Regions from separate parts of the Arachis hypogaea genome. Here region 2 is linked to region 1. A link is a contact called in public Hi-C data. All regions are on one chromosome and are shown on one strand. Each heading gives the region's core, a stretch centred on a gene start, on an enhancer-like site or on the middle of the called end of the contact. The rest is flanking DNA. Distances are from core to core; before and after follow the strand shown. Region 1 holds the start of LOC112703318 (auxin-responsive protein IAA9). Region 2 overlaps LOC112703321 (a long non-coding RNA gene).

Region 1 (2,700 bases), core at 83-2,582:
GGCCAAAGAGGTGTGGGCTTTGTCAGCAGCCGAGCCACACACGTCGAAGTTGTCCACAGCTCGGAAGAGCAGAGCACACACGGGGGCATGATTAGGTGTTTTGGTGGAGTTGGTACTTTCGTTGTTTCAATTTCGCATTTAGATTCCACTATTATCGGTTTTCTTACTTGTAGTTGCTAACTGATAGAATTTGTTAACGTTAGTGTGATGTACTTTGAATGGGAATTTAGTTAATGAATATGTTCTTTCTCCGCAGTTTTAAACGAAATGTATGTCTAATGCACACCAGAATAAATAACTCTGCGAGTTTTATTAAACCATGATGCAGAAACTATGTTCGTAACTTAAATTGCTGTGCGGAACGAATTCTTAGTAATTCGAACCATCTTAGTTCGAATTACTTGCTGGCTAATTCTTCACACTAATTCGAATCTAATTGGTTCGAATTATATGTAAAAGTTCGAACCCAATTGGTTCGAATTATTTGGCAAACCTTTACAAGGTGTAATTCGAACCTAATTGGTTCGAATCACATGGAGATTGAGTTCGAACCAAATTGGTTCAAATTATATAGAAATCTCCTTTGGTTGATTGATGAACCAATTTTTGATTTGGCTGATTCATGTAATATTGACCTAGCTATGGTTTACTTATGTGTTTTGCCCTACTTTTTATTTGTTTTTTTGTGACTTTAAAAAAAAAATAAACAACAACTAAAAAAGATAAAATAAATAAAAAACTGCTTAAGAAAGATAATTCTCTTTGAATACTATTTTTAAAATCTTTTTAAGATAATGGAAGTTCTACTTGAAAAGAAAGAGTCCTCATTGCAGTTTTTATCATGATATTTGCTATTGTATTTATATCTCTCAAAATCAACCGGAATCAGCACGCCGTTTCCAATATCTCGGATTTTGAACACTAAAAGATCAATAAATCTAGAGCAATCCTGTAAATTATTGACAATAGTAAAAGTTTCTACACAGTCTATCTCACATATAATATCTTTTTATCCCGAGTTTTATGCTAAAAGAAAGTCTCTTTAAATAGCAAACAACTCTTCTTGCAAAAATTATTTTTTATTTGTTTGAGGCACTCTCTTAGTCTCTTATTTATTTATTATACAAAAATATTATTCGTATATTAAATTAATTACTAAAATCAGCCATTAATATATTTATGTATAAATATATATAATTTAATTTATTTTAATGTATATTTATATTCTAATATGTATTTTATATTGATAATTGACTTTGATTGTTAATTTTAGTATACACATCAAATAATTGTTATTTATATTAATAAATTGAAGTCATATTTATTGATTATTATATTATTATTACATTATATATTTTAATGCATGGTGTTTCACATCGAACAAACAAAGAAGCTTTTGTTACTTTGTGCCAAAATGGAGGGTCCTTAGTTCTCTTCTCTCTCTCTCTCTCTCTCTCTCTCTCTCTCTCTCAATCACACTCTTCACCTTCTCCTCCTTCTTCTTCTTCACCCTTTCTTCTTCTCCTTTGATCTGCTGATTCTTCAGGTAAAACGTTAACATCTTCAGCACACAAAGTGTTTATTTATTTATTTATTTTTTTGCTTCCAAGCAAATTATGTCTCCTTCTTCTGCCTCCTTTTGCTTTCAACTTTTGTAGCCTCTCTTTTTATCTTTATTCGGTTTTCCTATAAAAACTTTCGATCAATGTCTTCCATTTTTCTCAAAATTCCTTCACTGCACTAACAAACACAAACACAAGCATAGCCATCAAGTATTTCTTTTATTATTGACTAATAATTATTATTTTTATTTTCATTATTTAAGGGATTGCTCTAATATACTTAACAGTCTCACATACATTGTTGATTCTTCAGTGTTTGGGTTGCTTCTGAGGTCTTTCTCTTAAAACCCTGAGGCTAGATTTATGTTATTAAACTTAAAAAAAAAAATCATGAACAAGTCATAAAGCATGACATACTTGGTGATTGATGCTAATTTCATGCTTCTTAGGCTGAAAGCATAAGAAACATTGGAAAAAAAAATTGTGAACAATAGTATGCTTCAATAGGTTAATGAAGTTACTCAAATCAATGAATTATAATTTGTTGAGGTTGCTTATGAATCAAGTGTGGCCAGCTATGTTTACAATGTTAATTGTTTATTTATTTATTGCTTTGTCCAATTTTCTGTGTGTTTGAAGATTCCTCAGTGTGTAAGCAACGCATGACAGATGTTTGTGTTATTGTTTTGATGATAAGGTATTCAAAATTGGGAGATTCTCTATTGAACTGCTATGTCTCCGCTACTCGGCGTGGTGGGGGATGAGGAAGGTCAGCAGAGCCATGTGACTCTGTTGGTTTCTTCCTCATCCACCATGGAAAGTGTGAATTGTCTGAACAGCTCGAAACTGAAGGAGCGAAACTACATGGGATTGTCTGATTGTTCTTCTGTGGATAGCTCAGTTCCCTCATTCTCTGATGAGACTAAAAGCAATCTGAACCTCAAAGCTACTGAGCTGAGGTTGGGGCTTCCGGGATCTCAGTCTCCTGAAAGAGACTCAGATCTTTGCTTGAGGAGTTCTACTCAATTTGATGAGAAACCTTTGTTTCCTTTGCGTCCTGTAGCTGATGATCATCATTCCTCGTCGAAGCCTGCTCTTTTGGGCAACAAAAGAGGGTTTTCGGATGCAATGACTGGGT
Region 2 (2,700 bases), core at 165-2,664, 170 kb after region 1:
TAATGCATTTTTCAGATATTCAAGGAAGGCTTCATTAGCTTTAGTTTTTATATTTAATTAAAATAAAACAAAATCTTTTAGGGTTTGTAATTTTATTTTATTTTATTTTCAAATCAATTAGGATTAGATATAAAAGGAGAAAAGATTCAGCCCTTTGGCCTCTCTTCGCTTCTTCTTCCTCATTCGATACTTTGATATTTTTTACAATTCTAGGTTTTTCTTTTTAGCCATGAGCAACTAAACCTCCTCTATTAAGGTTAGTAGTTTTGTTTATTTTGATGGATTAATAACCTACTATCATTCTACTTTTAAGTAATACATTGATTTAAATTCAAGTATTGATTTTGTTCTTCATCCTAGGAATAGAGTATTACTTGATATGACTCGACTCACTTGCCGGTTAGTTTGTGGTATTTGAAATTCTGCATCAAGTTTTTGGTGCCGTTACCAGGGGTTAACTGTGATTGACAACTACCCGTTGTTTGATTACCTAGATTATACTTTTTTGCTTTAATTTGTTTAATTTTTTCCCTTTAATTTTCGAAAATTATTTGGTATTTTTCATTTGTTTTATTCATTGTATTTTCTTATTTTTTCTCTCATAATTTTCAAAATTTTATTTTAAATTTCTCTTTAATATTCAAAAATTTATATTTTCTGTTTTAGTTTACCTTGTTTTATTTCTTTTACTCAGTTTATCTCATTGAAAATTCTCTTTGCTCTAACATACAAATTCTTACTTTTTCTTATTTTCAATTTGTTTGAGTAGGAACAGATACATGGAACCTTTTTTTTATTTTGATCTTGAGATTGAAAGGACTATTAGAAGACGCCAATAGCAAATTAGAGCTTTTAGAGCTGCTGAGAGTCTCAGAAAAAATTCTAAGGAGGAAGTTGAAGAATTCACGACATTTCCAATGTGGGATAGGTAAAAAATATAAAATATAACTAAAATTATTTATACATTAATTTTGAGTTTAATTTTGATGTATTAATAATGTAAATATTTTATACAGTTATTCAATTACATATATTTTTTGAATAACTATTATTCATGTAGTTAATATAAAAATAATTATTTTTTACGTAATATTATGTAATTGAATGCGCATATAAACTATTTTGCACTAATATGTATTAAAATTAAATTAATTATTTCATATGATATATATCCAATTAAATAAAATTTAAATTATTTATTATTATTATATATAATTATTTAATATAGATTTGTTTATTGTATTTTTTTCAACAATGTTTTAATTATTTTGCGAAAGTTATATCTTCCCGTTCAAAAAGGCATGTCAACTAGTAAACTCTTATGAGACCGTCTACCAATATGTTATTAGATATTTTTTCTACTTAGCCCATTCTCTGCATACTCATCTTATTTGTTCTAGTCACCCAAAAAAAAATCTTATCATCATTCCATCGTGTTATAGAACTCATATCAAACCACGTCTTAATAACCACTTTCAGCATATATATGTGTTGCAATTACATTGCATTTAATGGAATCTTTGTATTTTTATACATATTTAAATTTTTACCATATAATTTACCATATAAAAAAGTGTAACTTGATCATTGGATACAATTAATCGTTAATGTATGAAAAATGTATACAGGTTTAATACACACCATTGATAATAAAAAATTATAATAAATTGTGTGATACTTTAATTAAAATTGGTTGGAACTTATAGAGTAAACGAGAAACAAGAAGTTTTGAAAAAAAAAATGCTTAGTTTAATACTTGAAGAAACACATGAGCCATAACGGTTAGTTGATTTTTATTTTATTTGATAAAAAAGAAGAAATTTTCTATAAAAGAAAAAAAACACCTATAAATTGGTTAAACTTTCTAAAAAAAGAAGGCTCTCCAGAACAAATAGATGTTCAAACTCAAGAAAGATGGCAACAAGTTAATAAAGTATAAGTTCGTGCTTAGTTGTTAGAGCCTTTGAACAAAAGTCAAGAATAGATTTTGATGAGATTTTTTTTCTATTGTCAATGAGTTCTATTCGAGTGATTCTCATATTGACAGCTTGCTTAGATTTGGAGCTTAAGCAGTTAGTTAGATTTGATACCTATATTTTTTTATGGAGGTTTGGAGAAAGAAATCTAGACAAAATAACCAAAAAAAATTTTAGAACTAATCAGAAATGAGAATATGATTTACATATTAAAGAAGAGTTTGTATGATTTAAAGCAACTTTTTAGGCAATGGTAAGAAGTTTGACTCTATTATGGTGAGTCATAAATACACCAGGACGAATACAGATCATTATGTGTATGTCAAAATATCTATAGGTGATAAGTTCCTTTTCGTACTGCTATGTGTAGATGATATATTAACAGTAAGGCAAGATACATAGATGATTGGTGATTTGGAAAAGGAATTATCAAATTGGCGATTTGTAATTTTGCAATGTCACAGCGGAAGATTGAAGAGAATGGTACGACATTCTCCTCCCTCTCCAAGTCTGTTCGTGTGACTCTGTTCTCTAGTTTTTGTTTGTCTTCGTCACTAAGAAAAAGAAATAAGAGAAATCATTTAAAAAAGGGAAGACAAATGGTTACTAAAATAAGTATGTTTTCACTTTCCTTATCACATCATTTGTCACATTACTAATATTTGTTAATGATTTAAACACTATTAATTAAAAGAGTAGAATTGATGTAAATTTAAAACTTTTG

The links. Hi-C and Micro-C count contacts between places; a contact is called where the count stands out from the background.
Region 2: a contact with region 1 is called in a Hi-C map of an unstated tissue, with 6 times the contacts expected there. The contact joins the enhancer-like site here to the promoter of LOC112703318 in region 1. A contact is called at or near these places in 2 of 8 Hi-C or Micro-C datasets (leaf and an unstated tissue).

The regions. Positions count from the first base shown.
Region 1 is chr7:67,124,200-67,126,899 of arahy.Tifrunner.gnm2.J5K5, forward strand. LOC112703318 (auxin-responsive protein IAA9) reads left to right here and starts at 1,333. Exons shown (of 7, transcript XM_025754719.2): 1 at 1,333-1,546; 2 at 2,260-2,700. The coding sequence starts at 2,295.
Region 2 is chr7:67,298,112-67,300,811 of arahy.Tifrunner.gnm2.J5K5, forward strand. It overlaps LOC112703321 (a long non-coding RNA gene), which reads left to right. Exons shown (of 3, transcript XR_003154563.3): 3 at 1-335. Among protein-coding and RNA genes, the nearest start is that of LOC112703321, 4.5 kb to the left of the region's middle. Within about 2 kb of position 1,415, at least 1 of the 3 cell types and tissues checked has open chromatin away from gene starts, as enhancers often do.